Linked DNA regions of Pan troglodytes: region 2 is linked to region 1. Evidence: chromatin contacts called from public HiChIP or PLAC-seq data. All regions are on one chromosome and are shown on one strand. The core of a region is the stretch at or near the end of the contact, and the rest is flanking DNA. Distances in the headings are between cores, read along the strand shown.

Region 1 (7,604 bases), core at 3,608-6,107:
CATCCAGGAAAAAATGGTAACAGCCTACAATAAATCAAGACAGCATGATATTGGTCAAAGGCTAGACACACAGATCAAGGGAACAGAAGAGAGGGCACAGAAATCGAGCCACACAAATACAGAAAACAGATTTTTTACAAAGGACCAAAGGAAGAAGAAGAAAGAAGAAGGAGAAGAAGAGGAGGAAGAGGAAGAAGACGACGAAGGAGGAGGAGGAGGAAAGAAGAAAGAAGAAATGAGAGAGAAGAGGAGGATGAGAAGAAACCAAACCCAGACCTCACATAATTTACAAAAATTAACTCAAAATGGATCATAGACCTAAATGTAAAAAGTAAAACTATAAAGCTTCTAGAAGAAAACATAAAAGAAAATCTAGGTGACCTTGGGCTTAATTATACATTTTTGGGTTTTTTTGTTTGTTTTGTTGTTGTTGTTGTTGTTGTTGTTGTTTGAGACGGAGTCTAGCTCTGTTGCCCAGCTGGAGTGCAGTGGTGCGATCTCGGCTCGCTGCAAACTCCGCCTCCTGGGTTGAAGTGATTCTCCTGCTTCAGCCTCCCAAGTAGCTGGGATTACAGGTGCCCGCCACCACACCCAGCTAATTTTTGTATTTTTAGTAGAAACGGGGTTTCACCAGGTTGACCAGGCTGGTCTCGAACTCCTGGCCTTAGGTTATCCACCCACCTGGGCCTCCCAAAGTGCTGGGATTACAAGCATGAGCCACTGCATCCGGCCTCAATTTTTTTTTTTTTTTTTTTTTTTGAGACAGAGTCTCACTCTGTCGCCCAGGCTGGAGTGCAGTGGCGCGATCTCGGCTCACTGCAAGCTCCGCCTCCCGGGTTCACGCCATTTTCCTGCCTCAGCCTCCCTAGTAGCTGGGACTACAGGCGCCCGCCACCACGCCCGGCTAATTTTTTGTATTTTTAGTAGAGATGGGGTTTCATTGTGTTAGCCAGGATGGTCTTGACCTCCTGACCTGGTGATCCGCCCGCCTCGGCCTCCCAAAGTGCTGGGATTACAGGCATGAGCCACCACACCCGGCCAATTTTTGTTTTTGTTTTTTTTTTTTAGTAGAGATGAGGGTTCACCATGTTGGCCAGGATGGTCTCGATCTCTCGACCTTGTGATCCGCTGACCTCAGCCTCCCAAAGTGCTGGGATTACAGGCGTGAGCCACCATGCCCAGCCCTGATATATAGATAGATAGATAGATAGATAGATAGATAGATAGATAGATGTAATTTTGAGACGGAGTTTAACTCTTGTTGCCCAGGCTGGAGTGCAATGGCGCAATCTCCTGCTCACTGCAACCTCCACTTCCGGGGTTCAAGTGATTCTCCTGCCTCAGCCTCCCGAGTAGCTGGGATTACAGGCATGCGCCACCACGCCCAGCTAATTTTGTATTTTTTTTAGTAGAGAAGAAGTTTCCCCACATTGGTCAGGCTGGTCTCACACCCCCGACCTCAGGTGATCTGCCTGCCTTGGCCTCCCAAAGTGCTGGGATTACAGGTGTGAGCCACCATGCCCAGACTCCTGATATTTTTAATTAAAAAAAAAATTAGGAGGTCAGGGAACCCAATATGGAAGGCAGATTGTGGCAAAAGAATTTAATGATACTACTAATGTATGAAATAACTTTTCTGAAGGGAGCTGGGGGGAAAGGTGCTGACCTGAGTAATTTTGGAAATGGGTCGAGTCTGTAAGATCAAAGGCAAATGGAACTACACATAAGCACTGTACCCTAGTTTATAAGATTGTTCTCCACAGGGGTATGTGTTAACAATTCTCTTTTGAGACATTATGATTACAAATAAAGAAATATTTTATTTTATTTTATTGAAACGGAATCTTGCTCTGTAACCTAGGCTGGAGTGCAACGACGCGATCTTGGCTCACAGCAACCTCCGCCTCCCAGGTTCAAGTAATTCTCGTGCCTCAGCCTCCCAAGTAGGTGGGACTACAGGTGCGTGCCACCACACCCACCTAATTTCTGTATTTTTAGTAGAGACGGGGTTTTGCCATGGTGCCCAGGATCGTCTTGAACTCCTGACCTCAGGTGATCCACCTGCCTCAGCCTCCCGAACTGCTGGGATTACAGGCATGAGCTACTGTGCCTGGCACAAATAAAGAAAAATTTTAGGCTGGGTGTGGTGGCTCACCCCTGTAATCCTAGCACTTTGGGAGGCCGAGGCAGGTGGATCACCTGAGGTCAGGAGTTCGCAAACCAGCCTGACCAACATGGAGAAACCCTGTTTCTACTAAAAATACAAAATTAGCCAGGCGTGGTGGCGCATGCCTGTAATCTCAGCTACTTGGGAGGCTGAGGTAGGAGAATCGCTTGAACCCGGGAGGCAGAGGTTGCAGTATGCCAAGATCATGCCATTGTGCTCCAGCCTGGGCGACAACAGCAAAACTCCATCTCAAAAAAAAAAGAAAGAAAGAAGAAAAAGTTTAGGCCGGGTGCAGTGGCTCATGCCTGTAATCCCAGCACTTTGGGAGGCCAAGGCGGGAGGATCACCTGAGGTCAGGAGTTCGAGACCAGCCTGGCTAACATGGTGAAACCCCGTTTCTACTAAAAATACAAAAACAAATTAGCCAGGTGTGGTGGTTCATGCCTGTAATCCCAGCTACTCAGGAGGCTGAGGCAGGAGAATCACTTGAACCTGAGAGGTGAAGGTTGCAGTGAACTGATATTGCAACATTGCACTCTAGCATGGGCAACAAGAACAAAACTCCATCTCAAATAATAATAATAATAATAATAAATTTAAAAAGAAAAACAAAACAATTCTGATACTCTTATACACGTGTCCTGGAATAAACAATTAAGTAAATAGATGGCAAATTATGGAAGCCAGGTTTCTCACAGTTGGGGTGGGAGTTTAGATAAACAGGGGAGGTGGCTAGAATGATCCATGTAGTAATGGATTAAAGTTGGAGACATCAGTATGAATTCATGCTTAGCTTAATATAGATATGGATGGTTATATATGGAAATACATGTTTGTGTATATACGTGGGTTAGTATACACACATATATTTCCTTGCTTTCTCAGATGTGAGGGTCCAGAAGCAATGATACCTCAAAAGCAACAAGCACACCTAGGGCCCAGATCTTGGATTCTAAAACCATTTGCCAATAAAAGAAAATAGGGGTCCTTGGAGAAATGGCTGATTGCAGGACTGTGGCAGGAAATACACAAAATGAGCCTGGAGCATTTTATAGTACCAGAAAGTAAGGTGACACTAAATAAAAACAAGGTTTTAATTAAAATAACAACGATGACAACAACACTGATGGGACTCTTATTTTTCTCCCTGGCTGAGGATTGACCGCCATCATGAATGACTTAGTAACCATCTGAACTAGGAAGTTCATGATCAACTGACTACATACTTCAGGAGGAACAAATGGTTATTGAGGTCCTTCACCCTGGGAAGACAACAGTACCTAAGACAGAAATTCAGGAAAAACTAGCCAAAATGTATGAGACTACACTAGATGTCATCATCTTTGTTTGTTTTTGTTTGTCTTTATGAGATGGAGTCTCCGTCTGTCACTCAGGCTGGAGTGTAGTGGCGCAATCTCGGCTCACTGCAACCTCTGCCTCCTGGGTTCAAGTGATTCTCCTGCCTCAGCCTCCCGAGTAGCTGGGATTACAGGTGCCTGCCACCACACCCGGCTAATTTTTGTAGTTTTAGCAGAGACAGGGTTTCACAATGTTGGCCAGGCTGGTCTCAAACTCCTGACCTCATGTGATCTGTCTGCCTCTGCCTCCCAAAGTGCTGGGATTACAGGCGTGAGCCACCACGCCTGGCCTCATCTTTGTATTTGGATTCAGAACTCATTTTGGTGGTGGCAAGACAACTGGCTTTGGCATGATTTATGATTCACTGGATTATGCAAAGAAAAATAAACCCAAATGCTGACTTCCAAGACATGGCCTGGATGAGAAGAAAAAGAACTCAAGAAAGCAATGAAAGGAACACAAGACCAGAATGAAGAAAGGGGGACTGCAAAGGACAGTGTTGGTGTGGCAAAAAGCCAAAGGAGTAAAGATGCCACAATAACATCTGTGGCCACTGTGGATTTTTCACAAGATTTATAAACTAAAAACCTTTGTGTGCAAAAAAAATGGATGGGGGTATGCTAAAGAGACACAGGAGCCAACGGAAACGCTCTCAAAGGCCAAAGCTAGAACGAAATTAGCTAGAAAATAAATATGAAGTATATTGGATTATAACCCAAAGTATAAATGTCCATGAGTCCATACTGATTAAATAAATGGTTGAATAAATAATGGAGGAGTAGAGACAAATATCTGATATGAAAGAACTCCAGGCCGGGGATGGTGGCTCACGCCTGTAATCCCAGCACTTTGGGAGGCTGAGGTGGGTGGATCACGAGGTCAGGAGATGGAGACCATCCTGGCTAACACGGTGGTCTCTGCTAAAAATACAAAAAATAAGCCGGGCGTGGTGGCGGGCACCTGTAGTCCCAGCTACTTGGGAGGCTGAGGCAGGAGAATGGCGTGAACCCGGGAGGCGGAGCTCTCAGTGAGCTAAGATCGCGCCACTGCACTCCAACCTGGGCGACAGAGCGAGACTCTGTCTCAAAAAAAATAAAAATAAAAATAAAGAGCCTAAGGACTAAGGATTTAATTAACCAAGCACCAACCCGTGCAGCCTCAGGAGACTGGTCCCGCAGCGCAGGTGTGTCCCTCTACCCCCCGCAAGCCGGGCCGCGTCTTCCTGGCTCTCCTGGCGCCGGCACCGAGCAGGGCGTGGACCTGAACTTATGTGACCCCACCCGGTCACAACCCGGGGTAGGAAGCTAAAGAAGGGAGCCGTCCGCCCACCCGAGGGGCGGTCCCAGCGCCCCAGTGGGGGACTGCTGCGCTCGGCCTCTGTGTTCGATCGGGAACCCAGGTCTCTTCCCTGCCAATAACAAAACCGCCGCGTCCCGGGCCTCCCTTCCGGAGCCGGAGTCGGCGGCCGAGCGCTGGTGGCGGAGCCTGGACAGTTAATTCCAACCGCCTCCGGGTGATTCCGGGGACAGGAGCGCGGAGAGCTCCTCCCATTGGCCGCGGAGCCGGCTCGGCGCTGATTGGCTGAGGGCCTCGTTCGTGGCTCTCGAAGGCTCCCCATTGGCCCCGCGCTCCAGTGGCAGGAGTGTGGCGGCCCGGCCTCCGCAGGCTACCCGGGGTTGAAGCTGCTGCGATCTCCGGTGGCTGCCTGAGGACGCTCAGGGACGCTCATTCCTGGCCAGAGTCCTGACTTCTTTCTCGGATCCAGATCTCGTTGCTGGCTCGAGGAAATCACCGGCTCTTCTCCCGGATCCTTTTCTTCTCTCACTTGCTGGCTTTCTTCTTCCTGCCTCCCTGGCTTCCATCTCCCAACCCCGCGATTCCCTCCTCTACTCCCGTGCTCCCGTCGCCCGCCATCCTGAGCCATCCCACCTGCAACCTTCTGTCTTTTGCCCCTCCTTGACCTCAGAGGGTCCTGCCATAAGCTTCTCACCAGAATCTCCTAGATTTCTATCTCTTCCCTGCTTGCCAGCTCTTGACTCCCAAATTCCAGCTGACGTTTGACCACTTGACATTTGACCCTGACACCCTTGACTGCAAATCTAAATTCTTATCTTCTGCAACCTGTACTGCTGAAACAGGCCTTCCCCCTGTCTTCCAACCCCGCTTTCTGACACCCATTTTTACTTTCTTACTCTTGGGTCAGTTCCTGCTACAGCTATCGCACCATGGACTTCTTGATGAGTGGCCTGGCAGCCTGCGGGGCCTGTGTATTCACCAATCCCCTGGAGGTGGTGAAGACCAGGATGCAGTTGCAAGGAGAACTGCAGGCCCCTGGCACATACCAGCGGCACTACCGAAATGTCTTCCATGCCTTCATCACCATCGGCAAGGTGGATGGCCTTGCTGCCCTGCAGAAAGGCCTGGCCCCCGCCCTCTTGTACCAGTTCCTGATGAATGGCATCCGACTGGGCACCTATGGGCTGGCTGAGGCTGGGGGCTACCTGCACACAGCCGAAGGCACCCACAGTCCTGCCCGCAGCGCAGCAGCTGGGGCCATGGCTGGGGTCATGGGAGCCTACTTGGGGAGCCCCATCTACATGGTAAGAAGAGGGCTCTTGCCTGGGACCTTCAGGGCAGATCCTCGTTGTAGGATAGGAGCTGGTCTTTCCTAAGGGCATAGGTGGCAGGGTGCTGCCCCACTGCAAGCAGGGAAAGGCATCAGGAAAGTGCTGGTAGGCTTCGGAGTCTTCTGATCTGCCCTATACACACCCGTCTGATGGACACGATTGAATGTATTGATTAAGATTATGGGCTTTGGGGCCGGGTGCAGTGGTTCACACCTGTAATCCCAGCACTTTGGGAGGCCAAGGCGGGCGGATCACGACGTCAGGAGATGGAGACCATCCTGGCTAACACAGTGAAACCCCATCTCTACTAAAAATACAAAAAATTAGCCGGGTGCGGTGGTGGGCGCCTGTAGTCCCAGCTACTCGGGAGGCTGAGGCAGGAGAATGGCATGAACCCGGGAGGCGGAACTTGCAGTGAGCCGAGATCCAGTCACTGCACTCCAGCCTGGGCCACAGAGCAAGGCTCCGTCTCACAAAAAAAAAAAAAAAAAAAAAAAAAAAAAAAAAAAAAAAAAAAAAAAGATTATGGGCTTTGGAATCAGACTTTCTGGAACTAAAATCCTGGCTTTGAAAATTACTAGTTGTTGGCCGGGCGCGGTGGCTCACGCCAGTAATCCCAGCACTTTGGGAGGCCGAGGCGGGCGGATCACGAGGTCAGGAGATGGAGACCATCCTGGCTAACACAGTGAAACCCCGTCTCTACTAAAAATACAAAAAATTAGCCGGGCGTGGTGGTGGGCGCCTGCAGTCCCAGCTACTCCGGAGGCTGAGGCAGGAGAATGGCCTAAACCCAGGAGGCGGAGCTTGCAGTGAGCTGAGATCCGGCCACTGCACTCCAGCCTGGGCCACAGAGAGAGACTCCGTCTCAAAAAAAAAAAAGAAAGAAAGAAAATTACTAGTTGTTGAGCTTCAGTTGCCACATCTGTAAAATGGTGATAATTATAGTGCCCTTTCTGTGTGATCATTGGGAGGATCGAGGGAGACAAATGCGGTAGACATGAAAGCATTAGTGCGAATCCTGGCAGACAGTAAGCATTTGGTAGCATTTGCTTTTATTATTATGTGTTGATATTGAGGTTGGATTTGTGAAGGGGAGGATAAGGAATTTAACATACGTCAGAGAGTCTAGGGATCAGGAAGACCCTGGGCATCACAGAATTAACAATCTCAACATCTGCCCCTTTGAGTTATCTGGTATAGGTGAAGGGTCAAGAGCCTGAGGCCCAGAAAGGGGAAGTGACCCACTCAAGGTCACAGCTGTTTATTGCTAGGACTAGGCCCTGCTTAGTGCTCCCAAGAGCAAAAGAGACTGGGAAGTAGTATGTCCTGTAGCAGAGGCAGTCTGGTCTCATTCTCAGGGTGTGAGTTTCAGGGACAGTGGTCTCTCCAAAGTCAGCTAGATACCTCTGTGGGGATTGGGGGCTAGAGAGCAAGTTTTGCCCAGAGTCTGA
Region 2 (7,604 bases), core at 2,332-4,831, 46 kb after region 1:
CACTTGAGGTCAGGAGTTCAAGACCAACCTGGCCAACATGGTGAAACCCTGTCTCTATTAAAAATACAAAAAATTAGCCAGGCGTGGTGGCAAGCACCTGTAGTCCCAGCTACTCGGGAGGCTGAGGCAGGAGAATCGCTGGAACCTGGGAAGCAGAGGTTGCAGTGAGCCAAGATTGAGCCATTGCACTCCAGCCTGGGTGACAGAGTAAGACTCTGACTCAAAAAAAGAAAAAAAAAAAAAGAATTGCTTAAGCGGATCCTGAATTCCAGCAGAACAGCTGACTCCACCAGCTCAAAGACTCCCACAGAAGCCAGGAGCAGTGGCTCACGCCTATAATCCCAATGCCTGTAATCCCAGCACTTTGGGAGGCCAAAGCAGTGGACTGCTTGAGCCCAGGAGTTTGAGACCAGCCCTGGGCAACATGGTAAGACCCTGTCTTTATAAAAAAAAAATTAAAAATTAGTGGGGCATGGTGGCATGTACCTGTGGTCCCAGCTACTCAAGAGGCTGAGGCAAGAGGATCGCTTGAGCCCATGAGTTTGAGGCTGCAGTGAGCTACGATTGTGCCACTGCACTCCAGCCTGGGTGACAGAGCAAGACCCCGTCTTTTTCTTTTTTTTTTTCTTTTTTTGAGATGGGGTCTCACTCTGTCGCCAGGCTGGAGTGCAGTGGCACGATCTTGGCTCACTGCAACCTCTGCCTTCCGGGTTTACGCGATTCTCCTGCCTCGGTCTCCCGAGTAGCTGAGACTACAGGTGCACACCACCATGCCCAGCTAATTTTTGTATTTTTAGTAGAGATGGGATTTCACCATGTTGGCCAGGATGGTCTAATCTCTTGAACTCATGATCCACCCACCTCAGCCTCCCAAAGTGCTGGGATTACAGGCGTGAGCCACTGCGCCAGGCAGACCTCATCTTTCAAATTAAAAAAAAGAAAAAAAAAAAGACTCCCACAGTGGAACCAAGTGAGCATGAGAATCAGTTTCTTCATCTCCCTGTTTCATGACCTCACCCTGCACTCTTCAATCAATGATTTTCACACTTCATCCTAATCCTACTCCAAACCCTTTTTTAAAAACCCTAGCCCCAAAGTACTCCGGGAGATGGATTTGAGGTTTCCTCCTGTCTCCTTGTTCAGCAGCCCTATGATTAAACCTCTTTCTCTGCTGCAACCTGGTGTCTTGGTGTATTGACCTCCAGTGTGCATCAGGCAACAGAACTATTACAGTTAATACTTTTAGCCTAACATTCAAAGGCCCTCCCCATCTATCCCAAACTACCTATCCAATTTCTGGTCCCACTGCCTCTCAGCGGGACCCTGGCTTTACTCACCAAACTCTGCTGTTCCCCTAGTCTTGCCACTCAGTAAACACTACCATCATCCAATTTGTTGCTCAAGACAAAAACACAGAAGTCATCCTTAATTCTCTTTCCCTCAGACTCTCTAAATCCAATCCACCAGGAAATCTATTTCCAATCGTGTCTCAAATCTCTCATCTCTTCATCTCTACTACCTCACTCTAGTTCAAGTAAGCCACCACCATCACTCACCTGGACCAATGCATTAACCTCCTGACCACTGCATAACCACAATTCATTTGTCACACATCAGCATAAAGTGGATTATGGCTTCCCATTACACATGGTATAAATTCCAACTCAGCATCCTGGTTTACCAAGTCTGGCCACTCTCTGGCCTACCTTTCCAACCCTAACTCACACCATTCTCTTTTTCACCCACAATGCACCAACCACACATTAGCTTCTTTTTTATTTCTCTAACTTGCCAAGCTCGGTCCTGGAAGGCATTTTTTTCACCCTGACATATGCATGGCTAGCTCTTTCTTGTTATTTAGATTTCTGGTGATTCGCCTTCGTGGAAAAGGCTTCACTAGCCACTCAAGTAGTTACTATCAGATGGCCGGCCCTATTTTAATTTCCTATAAAGCGCTTATCACTATTGGATGTTTTTATTTTTCGCTCTATATTCCCCACTAGAAAAAAATCTCTACGTGGGCATGGGATGTTGCTGCTTCGTTTCCATTGAATTACCAAGGCTTAGAACAATACCAGGGCTTGAAACGCAAAAAAATTCTAAAACTTGTGGACTGACTTAATGAACTCTTGATTCTCACCACTCTTCAGCCCCTCCCCAACTTTCAGGACAGTCTTCCTGAAGGCATTTTGTTTATTAAGCCACTTGATTTCCGTCTATCATTCCCAGTAAAATATAAGCTTCAAGAGCTCAGAGACAGGGTTTGCGTGCATGAGGGCTGTATTCCATGACCAGCATGGTGCCTGATATAAAGTAGGCGGCCGGCAGTCTTTCTGTTAGTTGAATCCATGAATGGGACAATGGGGCTAAGTTTACATGGGGGTCGGCCATGCCTGGGGTCTGCGGAACGCACGCAAGATAGGACGAATGGACGCCTCCACTAAAGCAAATACGCGGGCACCAAGTAGACACAGCTCGGCCCGGTGGGGATACTGAAGCCGCCAGACCAGGCTTGGGCTAGATGACGAAACGCTGCACCTGGAGGAGGATCCAGGTCCGCACGCGGTAACTATACTCACGTGGAAGATGCACTCGCGGCCACAGAGCACCTCGAATCGTCGCGCGCGTTTGTTACGTCATCCGCGTGCGCCGCGGGCAGAGACTGGACCTGCCAGCGCCGGGGCGACTACGCCCCGCCCACTTTTCCCCAGCCACCCGGCCGAATTCTAGGTTCTTGGTGGGGAGAGGTTTATCCCCAGGTGGTTTCTCCCACAAATCTGTCTTGAATTGACGTTTGTGAAAATACATTCAGTTCCCCGTCCCCGCGGGGACAGTTAAGTAATGACATCAGTTAGTTAAGGCCATAAAGCAAGCATGTGAAAGTTGTGCTATGGTGGCATTACGAGGAAGCCCTTCTCTGCTTGGCAAGATCAGGGAGACTAAAGGATGCTTAGAAGTCATCCACCAGGCGGGCTGTGTTTGAGTTCCTGAGCTCTCCTACCCCATCCATCTGAAGGCCTGCGGGATGCCGGACAGGATGTCACTTAGAAGGGAGACGGAGGCTGGGCGCGGTGGCTTCCGCCTGTAATCCGAGCACTTTGGGAGCCCGAGGCGGGCAGATCGCTTGAGCCCAGGAGTTCGAGACCAGTCTGGGCAACATGGCGAAACCATGTCGCTACAGAAAAATACAAAAATTAGCCGGGTGTGGCTGTGCACGCCTGCGATCCCAGCTACTTGGTGGGCTGAGGTGGGAGGATCGCTTGAGCCCGGGAGGTCGAGGCTGCAGTGAACCGAGATGGCGCCGCTGCACTCCAGCCTGGGCGATAGAGCGAGACCTCGTCTCAAAACAATCAGAGAGGGCCAGGGGCTGTGTTTCACGCCTGTAATCCCAGCACTTTGGGAGGCTGAGGCAGGTGGATCACCTGAGGTCAGGAGTTTGAGACCAGCCTGGCCACATGGTGAAACCCCGTCTCTACTAAAAATACAAAAAAAAAAAAAAAAACCAAAAACAAAAATTAGCCGGGCGTGGTGGTGGCAGGTGCCTGTAATCCTAGCTACTCAGGAGGCTGAGGCCGGAAAATCCCTTGAACCTGGGAGGCGGGGGTTGCAGTGAGCCGAGATCGCGCCACTGCACTCCAGCCTGGGCGACAGAGCCAGGCTTCGTCTTAAAAAAAAAAAAAATCAGAGAAAAGAGACAGGGGTGTCGGGAGTTGGGATGGTGCACTGAGGCGCCTCGCGGAGTCTCTAGGAAGCGAGGGGGTGAGCAGCGAGAAGGAGCTGGAGGTGGCGAGGAAACCCGCTCACCGGTGACGTCACCGAGCGCCCCCCCCATCCCCACCCCCAAGCGAGCACCTGCCCCTCCCGGGGGCGGAGCTCCGGCGCATCATGGCGGCTGGCCGGGCCCAGGTCCCTTCCTCCGTGAGTGCTGCTATTACGTCTCTTGTTCCTTTTTTCTTGTTTGTCACAGATATTCTTTCTCTTCCTATTTCCTCTGCCTTGTCTTTTGGGCTCGCTGGCCGCGTCCGGCCCATGGGTGAGGGGGTTGTGAGTCGGTCCGCTCCTACCTCTTACTGGTTCTGCGAATGTTTATTCCCTCATTCACGCGGCGCCCGCTGTGAGCCTTAAACTGGTCTCCGTTCACTCTCTAGGGTTTAAGCCTGGTGGGAAACCAGGAGCAGGTTAATGGGGGAACTATGGGGCTGTGGGTTCCTGGAGAAGACCCTTGACGGAGCTGTAGGGGAAAAGGGCAACCATAATAAGTAAAAGCGTCTGAGACCCGAAGTGCGTGTAGAAGGCAAAAAGCGCCGAAAGGGGCCGGGTGTGGTGGCTCACGCTTGTAATCCAGCACTGTGGGAGGCGGAGGCGGGCGGATTACTTGAGGTCAGGAGTTCGAGACCAGCCTGACCAACATGGTGAAACCCCATCTCTACTAAAAATACAAAAATTAGCCGGGCGTGGTGGCGCTCACCTGTAATTCCAGCTACTCAGAAGGTTGAGGCAGGAGAATCGCTTGAACCGGGTAGACGGAGGCTGCAGTGAGCTGAGATTGTGCCACCGCACTCCAGCCTGGGCAACAGAGCGAGACTCTGTCAAAAAAAAAAAAAAAAAAAAAAAAGCGCCGGAAGGGGTTTCAGGACGGAAGCAAACACATATTCAAAGGCAGGAGGATAGAGCAGGTGTCTGAAAAACTCAAAAGTTCAGTTGGGTGGTGGTGGAGGGGTCAGAGCTGACAGTTTTGTACCTCTTGCTAAGCAGCGACTTTAACATGAGGGTAATTGGGTGTGGTGGCACACGCCGGTAGTCCCAGCTGCTCAGGAAGCTGAGCAGGGAACCAGGGAAGTGGAGGTTGCAGTGAGCCGAGATCGCGCCACTGCACTCTAGCTTGGACGACAGAGCCAGACTCCATCTCAAATAAATAAATAAGATGTTAAGAAAATACAATCTAAAGGATTGGTTTGTGTGTGTGTGTGTGCGTGTGTGTGTGTGTGTGTGTGTGTGTGTGTTTTGAGACGGAGTCTAGCTTTGTCACCAGGCTGGAGTGCAGTGACGCGATCTCGGCTCCCTGCAACCTCTGCCTCCCAGGTTCAAGCGATTCTTCTGTCTCAGCCTCCCGAGTAGCTGGAATTACAGGCATACAGGCACGCGCCGCCATGTCCAGCTCATTTTTGTATTTTTTTCTTTTTTTTAAGTACAGACGGGGTTTCACCATGTTAGCCAGGATGGTCTCGATCTCCTGACGTCGTGATCTGCCCGCCTTGGCCTCCGAAACTGCTGGGTTTACAGGCGTGAGCCACCGCACCCAGCCAGGACTGGGACCTATGTAGGGAAAGGAAGGAGCTAAGGAGGACATCTAGGTTTCAGGATAGAACAACTGTTTGGTTAAGGGTACTATTTGCTAAGTTAGTGAACATAACACTAGAAGAGTTCTAGAAAAGGAGAGGGTTTTGTGGAAAGTTCAGTGTTGGGCATGTGTGCTGCCTGTGGATTGGCCATGGAGAGTCTGGCAGATGGATAGGACTAAAGCTCAGGAATGAGATCTCAGCTAAAGTAGACATACAGGAACAATCATCATCTGGCCATGGCTGTTAAACCCATGCAGTGGTTGAGATAATTGTGGGAAAGCATATTGTGTTCTTAAACTTCAGCCTGTATTAATCTGGATCTTCCCCCCTCCTTTTTTTTTTTTTTTTTTTTTTTGAAACAAGGTCTTACTCTGTCACCCAGGCTAGAGTGCAGTGGCACCATCATGGCTCACTGCAGCCTCAACCTCCCTGGGCTCAAGCGATCCTCCCACCTCAGCCTCCCAAGTAGCTGGGACTACTGGCGTGTGCTACCACGCCAGGCTAACCCAGCTAATTTTGAATTGTTGTAGAGTTTCACCATGTTGCCCAGGCAGGTCTCAACCTTCCCAGGCTCAAGTGATCCTCCCACCTCAGCCTCCTGAGTAGCTGGGACTACAGGCACGAGCCACCATGCCCAGCTAATTTTTCTTTTTTGTAGGGACGGGTCTTTGCCTTGTTGCCCAGACTAGTGGTGAACTACTGGGCTCGAGCGATCCACCTTGGCCCCCCAGAGTGCTGGGATTACAGGCGAGAGCCACCACATCCAGTCTGCTCCATTTTTGCTCAGTAGATGAAAACATGAATTTGCCTTTTTAACAAAACTTAGGTAATTTTACCTTGAAGCCATGGGATCACTTTGAGAGACAATCGTATTCAGTGCACCAAGCAAAGGATAGGCCATCCGAGAAACAGGAACTACAAAAGAATACTGGGAGAGGAAGACAAAAAGCGTGAGAGTCGGAACTTTGCTTATACTGGTGGGGCAACTCTGAATGGTGATTTGGTCTGCCTTCCACAACTCTGACCATGAATGAGTGTGTGGCTGAAGTGGGCTGAAGGTCCGTGGTAGGGCTGTCCACAAGGATGCTGAAGACATCTAGAACTTGAAGACTTTTTTTTCCTTTTAACTTTTATTTTAGATTCAGGGGGACGTGCGCAGGTTTATTATGTAGGTAACCTCATGTCATGGGGGTTTGGTGTAGAGATTATTTCGTCACCCCTGTACTAAGCATAGTACTTGATGGGTATTTTTTCCGATCTCTCTCTTCCCACCCTCAAGTAGGACCCAGTGTCAGTTATTTCCCTCTTTGTGTTCACGTGTTCTCGTTATTTAGCTCCCACTTATAAGTGGGAACAAACATGCAGTATTTGGTTTTCTGTTCTTGGATTAGTTTGCTAAGGATAATGGTCTCCAACTGCATCCATGTTGTAGCAGAGAACATGATCTCATTCTTTTTTATGGCTGCGTAGTATTCCATGGTGTATATGTACCACATTTTCTTTATCCAGTCTACTGTTGATGTGCATTTAGGTTGATTCCATGGAAGACTGGCTTTTCTAGCTCTTTTCGAGCTCCTTAAGATTAGAAGAATGTGAAAGGCCAGGCGTGGTGGCTCACGTGTGTAATCCTAGCACTTTGGGAGGCTGAGGCGGGCGGATCACTTGAGTTCAGGAGTTCGAAACTAGCTTGGCCAACATGGTGAAACTTCGTCTCTACTAAAAATATAAAAAATTAGCTGGGTGTGGTAGTGGATGCCTGTAATCCCAGCTACTTGGGAGGCTGAGACAGGAGAATCGCTTGAACCCGGAAGGCGGAGGTTGCGGTGAGCCGAGATTGCGCCATTGCTCTTCAGCCTGGGCAACAGAGCAAGACTCCGTCTCAAAAAAAAAAAGAGAGGAATGTGAAAGATTGACCAGGATGTTAATATATGAGCATTGGAGGACCAGGGAAGGAGCTGTAATGGCTTAGAAGTAGCATTAAGGGAGAAGGATAAAGGGCCTACTGCCAAGTGTGTTAAAGCTGCCTAGCACTGGGAGTAGGCCAAACTGGTCCTTTTCCCTAAAGTTATCTACATATCATGGCAACTGTGTGTCCAGAATCTGTGTCAGGTATACAAAGATAGTCCATATCCTCCTCAGGAAGCCCACACCTTAGCTGAAAAGACAACAGGAAACAAATCAAGTGAGGTTGTATCTTGCATATATTTAGTTTGTGGGAAATGCATACCTTTGAATAAAAAAAGGAGATGATTAAAAATTATA

The links. HiChIP or PLAC-seq counts read pairs in DNA pulled down with a chosen protein or histone mark.
Region 2: a contact with region 1 is called in an H3K4me3 HiChIP or PLAC-seq map of stem cell-derived excitatory neurons, with 6 times the contacts expected there. The contact joins the promoter of CTC1 here to the promoter of SLC25A35 in region 1. A contact is called at or near these places in 1 of 7 Hi-C or Micro-C datasets (stem cell-derived neural progenitor cells) and 1 of 1 datasets of contacts at active chromatin or transcription factors (stem cell-derived excitatory neurons).

What each region holds. Positions count from the first base shown.
Region 1 is chr19:62,407,474-62,415,077 of NHGRI_mPanTro3-v2.0_pri, forward strand. It overlaps SLC25A35 (solute carrier family 25 member 35), which reads left to right and starts at 4,858. Exons shown (of 5, transcript XM_009432788.5): 1 at 4,858-6,126. The coding sequence starts at 5,752. It also overlaps the pseudogene LOC134808965.
Region 2 is chr19:62,455,213-62,462,816 of NHGRI_mPanTro3-v2.0_pri, forward strand. CTC1 (CST telomere replication complex component 1) reads left to right here and starts at 3,582. Exons shown (of 23, transcript XM_024350505.3): 1 at 3,582-3,918. The coding sequence starts at 3,886. It overlaps PFAS (phosphoribosylformylglycinamidine synthase), which reads right to left and starts at 4,580. Exons shown (of 28, transcript XM_016932440.4): 1 at 4,469-4,580.